2 separate regions of the Danio rerio genome follow, and region 1 is linked to region 2. A link is a contact called in public Hi-C data. All regions are on one chromosome and are shown on one strand. Each heading gives the region's core, a stretch centred on a gene start, on an enhancer-like site or on the middle of the called end of the contact. The rest is flanking DNA. Distances are from core to core; before and after follow the strand shown.

Region 1 (6,691 bases), core at 1,025-3,524, 110 kb after region 2:
TGCACACCTAACACAGTAGACTACCTAATATGGTAAATTTTATATATTTAATCGCAAAATGTGCAACAAATTTCAGGGAACTACCACCACAAAATAATTTTTATTACAAGAAAATCACAAAAAATCTTGAAAAATTAGGGGGCCTGCTATTTGCACCAATAAAATATAACAAAACTAATAAAAAACACATTGACTACAATATATTAAGCACATAATAATAAGGACATAGTAATATTAATATTAAAAATAAATAAATAGTAATAATAAAAAAAATCATAAAATCTACACATTTAAGCAATTTAGCTGTGCACCATACATAGTACCAAAAATAATGCACCAATCATGACCGCTTTATTCATCATCATATTTAAACTTTTAAACTGTCAAGGACGCAAGAGACCCCTGATTGAGAATCAACGCTCTCTGACACATTAATAGCTGTAATTCAGAAACAAAATCCCTAATAACAGAATCAGCCAAACTGTCCTTAACCGTCAGCTAAAAATATCCTGATCTGCATAAAGGAGGAGCAGCTTCATTAATCACACACACACACACACACACACACACACACACACACACACACACACACACACACACACACACACAGATGAGGTGTAAAAAGTTGTTGATAGTCTTATTAGGGCTCTGGAGAGCTTAGCCTACCAAAACTGAAGCACAATGAAGCTGTTTAGGCCAAACTTTGACTCAGCAGATGGCTTTTGGAAAGAACAGCATAGAATGGTGTATTTAGAGCATATACTGTGTTCCTAAATATAGGCAAATCGATAGGGAGGTCGATGTATCTCAGATTGTGTTCTCGGAAAAAAAAATACACTCAGACTTCCAAGAAAAGAAAACTGGAGCTCTGAGATGAGGAACTGAGAGATTATTATTAGATCAATATTCAGATTTGATTCAGACTTCAGTAGAGAAGTAGAAAAATAAAAATAAATGAGAAATATTATCGGTGATTACACGTTATTAATAACACTGAATTACATAATTTTAAATGATAGTATTTTATTTCATTATGATACATCCTAACTAAAATTGGTAATTATGAAACATAACATTACATATTAAAATAAATAATAAATACATTCGCTATAGCTATTCTAATTGTATATTAAAGCGTTTATGTTTTGTCTGGTTTCAGTAATTGTAGTAAATATATCAATACTAAATAATGATATAAATGCATATATTGTATAATTTACTACAATAACAAAAACAGCATGCACAAGTTACAGCTACATAAATATTAACAATTATACACAGAAATTATTATTAATATTTGTTATTATTTATAGTATTACTATTTAAATAATTTTATATAATTACATTTAATTCATAATGTGATTATTTTGAATATTTTTTCATGTGTAATATTTTATTATAATTAGAAATGATTATTATAATTATTAAAATTACTTTATTAGTTACTATAATTTAATTTGATAATTGATGTTTTTACAATTAAAATAATAAATATGACAATATAAAATTGTTTAAAATAATTAATAATATGCTCAAAAATAACAAACTGTTAGGAAGCAACAAAATATATCAATTATAATGAACAATTACAAATGACTATTTATATAGTAAACAGACTTGTTTACTTATCGTTTTTAGCTTATTGTTTTAATATTTAAGTTTTATACGTTATTATATTTATTAGTAGTAGTACTATTAGTAGTATTATGACTATTAGTAAAGGTTAATGTATAAATATAAATATCATTTGTATAATATATAAAATATAAATATTAACACTATAATACTACTATACAATAGTTTGAAGTATAGTACTATGGTTATAATAATAATAACAATATGATCATTTATAAATATGCAGCTGAAGTCAGAATTATTAGCTCTCTTTGAAAATTTTTTCTTTTTTAAATATTTCCCAAATGATGTTTAACAGAGCAAGGGCATATTCACAGTATGTCGGATCATATTTTTTTTCTGGAGGAGGTCCTATTTGTTTTATTTGGAATAGAACAAAACAGTTTTATTTTTTAAACACCATTTTAAGGTCAATTATTAGCCCCTCTAAGCTATATATATTTTTTGAGAGTCCAAGTCATAAAATTATACTAGGGCAGATATTAAATGAACTTATAAGAAAGCTACTTGTGTGATTGGGTGGTCACTGAAGTGTTATCTGAGTCTTATTGATTAAACAGTGGTGCATCTGAAGTCAAACACAGGCTTGAAAACACACAGCTCTGGAGGGCATGGAGAGGCACTGCCGCCCCCTGGTGCCACAGACTGACCTGCTTAGCCACACCACTGTACACGTCCTGAGGAAGAGCACAGGGCATGAGGTTCACTGAGGTAGCGCCGATCACATCCCGCCCGAGGGCAGCATAGTGCTGGAGGCCATTACACGATCCGTCCTGACAGACAAACACAAGACAAACACAAACTCTGCAGGTGAACACGGTAAAAAAATAAAGTAATTGTCATCAACATATTTACCCTGTTGAGCGATTATAATAGGCACTGTAGATGTTTATATGTATTACAAGTTTTCAAAAATGTATGTTTAAACATGTAAATCTATCTATCTATCTATCTATCTATCTATCTATCTATCTATCTATCTATCTATCTATCTATCTATCTATCTATCTATCTATCTATCTATCTAAGTAATTATTAAAGTAAATAATAATAATAACAATTTTAGTTTATTTGTGAACACACCCCATCTGTAAAACTGCTCAAACTATACACTATTGGTGAAAAGTTTGAGATGACTAAGCTTCTTTTTTTTTTTTTTTTTTTTTTTTTTTTCAAATCTTTTTATTAACATTTTGGTCAATAAAACATCAATTTCAAAAGTAATTGAAAAACAGAGAAAAATGATCTTTGCTCCAACAGAGCCCCCCCACCCCACAGCACCGTTTATAAACAATATGTTATGCCTATTTTTAATCTGTTTTACATTCTGTCGCAATATATACATACATACAATACAAATAGACAAAAGTTCCATTATATGTTCACTCATCTATTGTACATATATACGCACACAACGAGTCACAATAGGCTTAGCAAATGTAAAACAAAGAAATTAAATAATTTAGATAGAAATTAAAATGTAGTCAAATAAAATGGAGGGAAAAAAATGTGAGAAACCCATAAATAATGGTCAAACTGAAAAAATTAAGTTTTGATCCATTTGTTTTATATATGTCAACACTGGCTGCCAAATAAGATGAAATTTTTGGCTGCAACCTTTGGTAGAGTACCGAATCTTCTCCATTGTAAGATGGTACATAAGGTCCCTAATATAATGATTAAAAGTTGGAGGAAATTTGTCCTTCCATTTGAGCAGTATAAGACGTCTAGCAATTAATGTTGAAAAAGAAATCATGCTTTTGGTATTATTGTCTAAACCGGGATCTGTTATTAAACCAAATATTCCTGTAACAGGGCAAGGGTCAATTGTTACATGTAAAACATTTGAAAAAAAAATTAAATATTAATTGCCAGAACTTGGTAATTTTAGAGCATGACCAAAGCATGTGTGTGTGATTAGCTATTTCTACGTCACATCTATTACATAGGGGATTTATAGTTGGTAAAAATTTTGCTAATTTTGCTTTTGTCCAATGAAGGCGATGGACCACTTTAAACTGAATAATTGTATGTCGCAAACAAATTGAAGTTGAATGAATCTTATTTATAATGTCTAGCCAAATTTCCTCGAGAGGGTCAACTCAAGTTCATTTTCCCATTGTTGTTTCGACTTTGTTACTGAAGTTAGATTTTGTGAGGAGATAAAAGAGTAAATCACACCTATATTACCTTTGAGAACTGGATTGGTTTTTAAAATGGTGTCAAGTAATGTTTCTGTAGGTAAAGTTGGAAAATCTACTGTATTAGAAATCATAAAACTGCGGATCTGTAGATATCTAAAGAAATGTGTTTTAGGGATATTGTATTTTGTTCTTATTTGGTTGAAGGACATGAAATTGGAATCGCTATATAAATCATTCAGTGTGGTGAGCCCTTTTTCTATCCAGCAATTAAATGTAGCATCTGCAATCGAAGGAGTAAACATATGATTTTTTATAATAGGGGCCTGCATGGATAGATCAGTAAATGATAAAGCTCGTCTAAATTGGTGCCATATTTTAAAAGATGTTTTAACAATTGGATTCGGAGAGTATCTAGATATTGGATCAGGAAGAGGAATCTTAGAACAGAGTAAAGAAGATAATGCAAATTTACAAGAAGCCTTTTCTAGTTGTAACCATGTGGGATTATCAGAAGGGTTAATCCAATACAACATAAATTTAATGTTAGAAGCCCAATAATAATGTTGGAAATTTGGGAGAGATAACCCACCAAAAGAGCAGTGTCTTTGTAATAAATTTTTACGCATGCGAGGTATTTTCCTATTCCAGATGAAATCAGATATAAGGGAGTCTATGTTGTTAAAGAAAGACTTGGTTAAAAAAATTGGAAGACACTGAAATAAAAATAGCAGTCTAGGCAGTATATTCATCTTAACAGTGTTAATTCTACCTCCTAAAGATAAAGAAAGCAGGTTCCAACGATCAAGATCTTGTTTTAAGTTATGTATAAGTGGGCTAAAGTTAGCATTATAAAGTTTATGATATTTATGAGTAACCCAGACACCCAAGTATTTAATTTTCTCGGTACTTATTTTAAACGCAAATGAGTTAGATAATGTTGTGTAAGCTGTACAATTCACCGGCATAAGTTCACTTTTCTTAATATTAATTTTATAACCCGAAATTTTCCCGAAATCATTTAAAAGTCCAATCAGTGCTGGCAAGCTTGTAAGTGGATGAGATAAGTATACAAGCATGTCATCTGCGTACAAAGAAACTTTGTGTTCAACATTCCCTTTATATATTCCCTTAATTAGAGTATTCTCTCGTATAGCCACGGCTAGTGGTTCGATTACCAATGCAAATAAAAGAGGAGATAATGGGCAGCCCTGTCTAGTACCACGTTGTAAAGAAAAAAAAGGAGATAGATTATTATTTGTTCGCACTGCCGCCACCGGTGAGTTATAAATTATTTTAATCCAATGAATAAATTTTGAACCAAACCCAAATTTTTCCAAAACATAAAAAAGAAAGTCCCACTCCACCCTGTCAAATGCTTTCTCAGCATCAAGCGATAGTAGTACCTCAGAAGTATTAGACGGAGTGGGATCATAAAGAATACTTAAGAGTCTTCGTATATTGAAAAATAGTTGCCGGTTTTTAATGAACCCAGTTTGATCACTCGATATTACAGAAGGCAGAACGTTTTCCAGCCTACGAGCTAACATTTTGGCCAGGATTTTGCTGTCTACATTGAGAAGAGAGATTGGGCGATAAGAGCCACATTCGAGAGGGTCTTTATTTTCCTTGAGGATAAGCGTTATGACTGCTTGTTGCATAGTTGGAGGAAGAGTCCCAGAATAAAATGCTTCCCCAAATACATTTGACAACAGTGGAGCTAAGTCATTCCTAAATTTTTTATAGAATTCGCTCGGAAACCCATCAGGTCCAGGTGACTTAGAGTTTTGCATTGACAATATTGAGGCATTTATTTCTTGAACTGAAAAAGGGGCCTCAAGTTCGGCTGCAGTCTCTTTATCAATTGAAGGAATAGTAATTTTATCAAAAAAAGATGAGAGCAAATTTGGGTCCTTAGGAGATTCTGACTTGTATAATTTTGAGTAAAACTCATAAAAACATTGATTAATCTGCTGATGCTCTGTATGTTTTTGGCCTAATTGATCTATTATTTGGGTAATAGTGCGATCTGCTGCTTTTTGTCTTAACTGATGAGCTAAAATTCTACCCGTCTTCTCACTATGTTCGTATATTCTATAACGTGTTTTATTTAATAAATTCTCAATATGTTTGGTGTTTAGAAGATTATATTCAGTTTGAAGCGATAATCTTTGTTTATTTAGGGTGGGTGATGGTGTAAGGGCTAGTGTGGCATCTAATTTAATTATAGCATTGGTTAATTCCTCAAGCCTGACTCTTTGTTTTTTTCTAATATAGGAACTATAGGATATTATCTCTCCTCTTAAATATGCTTTCATAGCTTCCCATATTACTGAGAAAGATGTTTCTGGTGTTTGATTAAGTTCAAGAAATATTTTAATTTTAGAGGATATCAAGTTAGTAAATGTTTCATCTGAAAGCAGTAATGTATTTAAACGCCAGGGACAATATTTGTCAAGTGTGACTGGGATGCACAGCGTCATTAATAAAGGGGCATGGTCAGAGATAACAATGGCACAATATTCACAATAGCTAATCAGAGGTATAAGATTATTATCTAGAAAAAAGTAGTCTATGCGGGAATATGTCTGATGGACAGATGAGAAAAAAGAATAGCTTCTAGACACAGGATTACGAAATCGCCAAATATCTGATACCCCATATGTATCTATAAATGTTTTAATGGCCTCAGCTGACTTTGACGAGGGAGTAGTTTTAACTGAACTACGATCTAAGGATGACATTACACAATTCATATCTCCTCCTAATATCAAAGAGTGTGTGTCCAAATTTGCTAGTTTAGAGAAGATATTTGTAAAGAAAACACTGTCATCATAATTTGGTGCGTACACATTAGCTAAGATGACTGAGATATTATAAAGTTTGCCAATAACAATGATGAAGCGACCTGCAGG
Region 2 (6,802 bases), core at 2,360-4,859:
GTTCCTACTGTGCAAATTATTACTAAATATTAAAAAAAAACATTTTCACTGAAAAATCTCGGAAGTGATAACTGTGCTGGCCAGGAGGACAGTGGGAGAGGTGAAAGAAAAGTATCCAAGGATAACCACCAAGCACAATCTGTCAAGAATAGTGGTGAGAACCTCAATAACAACAGCAGATGTCTGCAGAAAAACATAGCCTTGGGCACCAGTGGACATTTCAGTGGACAACTTACAGGAAAAATGGTAAAGAAATGGTAAGCAGACGAAAACATTAATGATTTGCTGTGGCCCAGCCAAAGTCCTGACTTAAATCCAATTGAGAGTCTGTGGAGGGAGCTAAAGATCAGGATGATGGCAAGGAGACCCTCATCCCTAAAGATGAATCAGCAAAACTATGAGTGGAGACATGGAGAAAGTTTGTCAACAATTCATCACCTTAGAATTATAAGGTTCTATCTGCGATCTGAATGATTTTGAGATATTGAGCTTCAAAGTTTTTGCGTTCCATTTAGTAAACAGTATGTGTAACATTTGTTTTTTAAATAAAAAGTCTTGAAATGTAAACAACTTATAAAAAAACATCCCATAATGTAAATAAGTTGTTAATTAATAAATGTCAATAACTCAGTTTTGACAAAAATGTCAGATAGAATTCATTTTCTTTTCGGCTTAGTCCCTTTATTAATCTGGGGTCGTTAAAGCGGAATGAACCGCTAACGAATCCAGCCTTTTTTTTTTGCAGTGGATGCTCTCCCAGATGCAACCCATAACTGGAAAACATCTATACACACTCATTCACACTTGTTAACCACGGACAATTTAGCCTACTGTGCTGTGAGGCGAAAGCACTACCCACTGCGCTATACTGCGTCACCTTCAGATAGAACATTATAATTCTAATTGAGGATTTATAGGAAGCATTTGATTGCTGTAATAGCCAATAAAGGCTTTTATATTAATTATTGAGAAATATGCAAATCATTTTGGATATGACACTTTTTGTTCAAATGTAAATAAAAGCTGAGAAGCAATTTTTCTCCACAATTTCTCTTGTACAATGTCTTATTGTCTTTTATGAGAAGCCCGTGTCATTTCTGGTAAAGAAAAAAAAGTCTTGGTGGTTGAATGAAAATTCTGCAACTAAAACAAAAATTAGTTTGATTTATTTCCGTGCAATTTTTTTCCCCATCTGATGAAAAGTGAAAACTCCAACAGCCAATTAGAATCCATCATGAAAGAACTTGAACATTTAAAGTGACAGGTATCCTACTTCAGTGTGGAGCTAATATATGTTAAGTTGTTTACAGTTAGCAATCCTCTTTGTGTGAAAGAGCCTTAATGACAAATTTACTGTGCTAAAAAGTTCTAAGTATAAAAAATAAGATCTAAAATACAACTAAAATTAAAAATGTTGGATTCTCTTTTTGCACGATATATATTTTTCCAATTAGAAGGACTGGAACCTTTAAAGCGACAGGTGTGCTACATCTTTATGGAGCCATATAGGCCTAGTTGTTTATAGTTAGCTGTCCTCTTTTCAGCATGAAGGCCTTGATCATAAAGATATTTTTCTAGAAATTCTTCATGTAAATAAGTTGTACAACTAAAACGAAAACTGCTAGTATCAATTTCTGTAGGATTGCTTCCCAGCTGAATGGTAAAAACACCAACAGTCAATCAGAATCTACCTTCAAATAGCTCAATAGCTCATATAATATCATATGATCAGGGGTTAACATTAACACCCGTCTACCCGCCAAATGCGGGTAGATTTCAGCTGTGGCGTGTTGGACAGACACCCCCACTAGTCACTTAGGACGATCAAAAATAATTGAGAAAATTAATAATTGAGAAATTAAATAATTGAGAAATTTTTTTTTTGAACCCGAAACTGAAAGCGAGACATGACTTTTAAGGGACTGTTTCATATGGATTAATTAATCATTATTCAATGAAAGCAAACTGTCGTAGATTATTAGACGCAAACCCCTCACTGCGCGACAGCTGCACCTTCAGCAAACCACCTAATGCACGAGGACTTTATGATTGTTTATCAGTGTCAAAAGTGGCCGATCTGTTCGGCAAAATATTTGACTGCGTCACTGCATATAAAACGACTTAAACGATATAACTGAAGAAATCTCTACTGTGCTGAGCGAAAGCGCTTACTGAACAGTGCATCATCGATGATGTAAGCGTGCCTAGGCCCAAATGTAATGTGAGTGCGGGAAGTCAGGGGAGATGGGAGGGGGGCAAGCGTGCTTTGAGCCAGTTCAAGGCAACTGTACATAGTGTGAGTACACCCTTGGTGTCGCACGCACAGCTGATGTGAAGCGCATGGTTGCCTAAAAGCCCCTGCATCCCATTTCCTTGCATAAAGCAACCTGTGCCTAAAAACGCAACTGGTTTTTCTTTTAAATAGACTGGAAAAAACGGTGCTCGTGCAACCACATTTATGCTGCTTTTCAGAGCTCCAGATTTTATGTAAACAGCAGCAGTTGCCGCTTTCACTTTTACCATTCTTTAAACAGATTAATAATGAGCCTAAAAACCGTCTGTGTGTGATCATCTTTTCATTATCACACACAGTATATTTTTCACCGGCTTTCTTTTGCTTACAGTTACTTATGTTAATATGGTTTAATTATAATTTTGCGTTAATGTGAGATTATATATAGTTAACTGGTAATCTGGGAATTTCAGCCAGGACAGACTACTGTGTATAGTTTTAGATACATGAAAATAATTTTTTAATGTCAATTGTTTTGTTTTTTTAAGAATATTTTTGTTGAATGAAAAGTATATCTATACAGCTATATTTTGCTTGTTTTATCACAATATTTAAAATTTGTGGCAAGGAAATAATTATTTTAGTTTAGCCAGAAAAATGGTAAAATCTTAGTGTTGAGACCTAAAAATTCCTGTAAAATAAAATTAATCTATTTATTTATATATAAATGCTCATCCTTATTGAACAAGGTCATACACAACACACACAAAAGTTAAATGAACAAGCAGCTATGAGGACATAAAACAAAATTTAAATCAAGTAAAATTACAAGTAATTTTAACATGTTAAAGTCAAATTTATACATATTAAATATATTTTCACAAAAACAAAATTGTGGCTAGTAAAAATAGTGAGTGGCTAGTAGCATTGGAAAACTACTAGCCATAGTGCCTGGTGATCAAAAAAGTTCATGTCAAGCCCTACATATGATACATCATAGTTGTTTATAGTTATGCTCTTTTGTGTAAAAGTCCTTAATGATAAAAATATCTTTAAATCTATGAACAAATAAGTTCACAGTCAAAACGAAAATGATTAATTTCACATTAAAAAAACAGTTATATTTATAAAATTGTAATTTTTTTCAAAGTCATTCATTGACTTTGATTAACTTTAGAAATATTCCAGAAGTCTACTAAACCAATTGTGCGAATTTAACATTCAACGAGTGAATGTCTCATTACTCGGACCATTTTCCCCCAGTTTCTCATAGACATAGTTGCCATCCTCCTGCCTTCATCATGTGAACTCATGGCTTGTGATGCGTTTCCAGGTAAGGGAGTGATCGAGTGCAGCCATGTCAACGCGGCTGCTGTAGTTGTGTCTGGTGACATTGGCACTCGCATGCCCGCGTCTGCACTTTCGTAAAATCTGGCTGCGTCAGGATTCACCCCAAAGCTCCCTCGCCGCCGTCATGGATGAAGCGGAGGACGGCGATGAAGACCACAAAGAGACTCGCAGGGGCGACATCCTTGACTCTTCCTCCAAGATGAAGACTGTAGCGCCAGGAGGGGGAGCAGCGAGCAGCAGGATCTCCAACAACAAGGACTTCGCCTCATGTGGACGCAGCACGGAATCCGCCGCGCTCCTCGGACACGGAGACGCTTCCCGGAGCGGCGCTCATTCTGACGGCGAGGATGCCACCGGAATGAGATGCGTGATCAACGGAGACTGCCGAAGAGACGACAGCGTGTGCTCAGTCCTCTCCAAGCTGGAGAAGCAGACAGGTGGAGGCTTCCCAGCATCTGCATGTCACTCCAGCACCTCCAGCATGGACGGCTCGGTCACTCCTGCCGCCGCCGCCGCTCCTCCCGCGGACAAGAAGGACTCCAGGGTGTCCTTCTCCAGCGCCGCACCTGCGCACGGACCGAGTCCGAGCAACCCAGCGGGCAATTCCGTCAGCTTCTCCAAGTCTGAGGATGGCCAGATCACGGCGGAAGATGGGGAAGCCAGGGACAATCAAACTTACATGCAGAGGCAGTTTAGCGCCATGCTGCAGCCCGGGGTCAACAAATTCTCCCTGCGTATGTTTGGGAGCCAAAAGGCAGTGGAGAAGGAGCAGGAACGGGTCAAATCCGCCGGCAATTGGATTATTCATCCGTACAGTGATTTCAGGTAGGGCTGATGAGATGGAGGGACGCCACTGGAGACTCCATACCTGGTTGCAAATGCACACGTTTCAATGCACAGGTGTTATTTTAGAAAACAGGTGCCTTTCTGGTTTAAAAAAAAAGAGGAGAATTATTATTTTATTTATTTGTAAAACGTATATGAGATCATCCTGTATTGATAAATATTAATATAATAATATTAAGGTGAAGTAATTAATAAAAAATAAAAAAAAGAGGTAGCTGCTTATGATGCCATTACACTTTTGGTGTACTTATGATGCTATGACATTATTACACAGAATCAACAGAGATTTATGAAGTATGGGGTTTTCAGACTGGTCCAAACCTGTAAATAAAAAAGTGCTATCAATCAATCAATCAATCAATCAATCAATCAATCAATCAATCAATCAATCAATCAATCAATCAATCAATCAATCAATTAATCAATGAATGAATGAATGAATGAATGAATAAAAAAATTAAAAAATAAACATTTGTTATTAAGACAGGTAAGCACACAGTTATAATAATAAATAAAGAAAATAATAAAATAATTTAACACAAAATAACAAAATAATAATAATAAAATAAATAATAAAATAAGATTCAAATAAATTATACAAACGTGAAATAATTAAATAAAATGATAAATTGTTTAAATAATAAAATAAATTAACATAAAATAATATAATTGAATAAGATTCAAATAAATTATACAAACATTTGAAATACATAAAATAATAATAAATAATAAAATAATTTAACAAAATAACATAAATAAATAAGATTCAATAAATTACACAAAAATTTGAAATAATTAAATAAAATAATAAATTGTTTAAATAATAAAATAATTTAACATACAATAATATAATTATGTAGGATTCAAATAAATTATACTAACGTTTGAAATAAAAAAATTAAATACTAAAATAATTTATCATAAATAATATAATTAAATAGGATTTAAATGAATTATACAAACATTTGAAATAAATAAATAGATTAAATAAAGTAAATAATACAAATAAAATACAATTAAAAAAATTATAATAAAGCGTATATATTTTCCCAATAATATTTTAGAGCATGAATAAAATTTTTGCACAGAATAAATTGGGTCTTTAAGAAAGTTTTAAAATAATACAATTTAATAGGGTGATCATTTGCATGAGTATGATCATATTTGGGGGCCCACTGCATCTAAAAAATTGCAAATTTTTAGTTGTGTTTAATAAATAAAAAATTGAGAGCTGTGCAATAATAAGGATAAAAATATTTATTTAAAATCAACCCATTCTGACAAGTTACATTAAAATGTAGTGATTAAGAAACAAGGAAGTATTTCTACACTTTAAAAAAAGAACAGAAACAGAGTTAACACTAAAATTTGCATAGACCTATTTCATTAAATCATCATGACTATTTACGATTAGTACATTAACAAATTAGGAGGCACTTAATTTCTAAGTAACAGTAATAATAATTAATTAATTATTAATTAATAATTAAGTAACAGGATCAACATTTTAAAGCTCATTTAACCAGAAATTAAAGTGCTGATATTTGCGTAATTTTTACAAATATCTAGAGTTCAGTAATCACTTGTACAAATTTATGGTAAGCGTTCAAATTTACAGAGCATTATAACAATATAAAGTAATTAACAAACAAGGAAACATTTAGGTCATTATGCCATTTAAAATGTAGCAACTAAGAGTTGAAAATTGATTTAGCCATTGTGCTCAAAGTTGTTATTTAGAAACAAAACATATTCCTGATATTTTATATATTTTGAATCAAAAATCTAGTGCATCATCTGTATACTGCAACAAATCATAGTAACTGGGTGAAGATTAAATGATTTACACACAAGGTGACACTTTTGATCCCAATATATCTTCAAAATTTCAATGAACAGTGTTGAGATTTTTGTAAAATATCTAGCTTTCAGGTGTTTACTGTACACAAAGTTTAAGATATAGACATAGTTGACACCTTGATACTACTAATAACATTTTAAAAAGCAATTAACAATAATAGTTATAAATAATAATTATAATAATGATAGTTCCTTACATTTATATAATGTTTTACTAGACACTCAAAGCGCTTTACACATTGGGGGGAATCTCCTCATCCACCACCAGTGTGCCACATCCACCTGGATGACGCGATGGCAGCCATATTGCGCCAGACTGCAGACCACACACCAGCTGATTGGTAGAGAGGAAACAGAGTGATGAAGCCAATTATGAAATGGGTATGGTTAGGAGGCCATGTGGGCAAATTTGGCCAGGGTTAAACCCCTACTATTTTTCAAAGGACGTCCTGGGATATTTCACAACCAAAGAAAGGTATAGAGTCACCTTCACCATACTGGGGCGTTAGGACC

The links. Hi-C and Micro-C count contacts between places; a contact is called where the count stands out from the background.
Region 1: a contact with region 2 is called in a Hi-C map of hematopoietic stem cells, with 4 times the contacts expected there. The contact joins the enhancer-like site here to the promoter of hcn2b in region 2. A contact is called at or near these places in 2 of 18 Hi-C or Micro-C datasets (embryo and hematopoietic stem cells) and 1 of 4 datasets of contacts at active chromatin or transcription factors (embryo).

The regions. Positions count from the first base shown.
Region 1 is chr22:18,762,792-18,769,482 of GRCz12tu, forward strand. It overlaps polrmt (polymerase (RNA) mitochondrial (DNA directed)), which reads right to left. Exons shown (of 21, transcript XM_005170522.5): 12 at 2,286-2,408. Among named protein-coding and RNA genes, the nearest start is that of polrmt, 42 kb to the right of the region's middle. Within about 2 kb of position 2,275, at least 3 of the 62 cell types and tissues checked have an H3K27ac peak or open chromatin away from gene starts, as enhancers often do.
Region 2 is chr22:18,654,139-18,660,940 of GRCz12tu, forward strand. hcn2b (hyperpolarization activated cyclic nucleotide-gated potassium channel 2b) reads left to right here and starts at 3,610. Exons shown (of 8, transcript XM_680322.10): 1 at 3,610-4,408. The coding sequence starts at 3,708. It overlaps LOC141380308 (a long non-coding RNA gene), which reads right to left and starts at 4,615. Exons shown (of 2, transcript XR_012398130.1): 1 at 2,997-4,615; 2 at 1-2,942.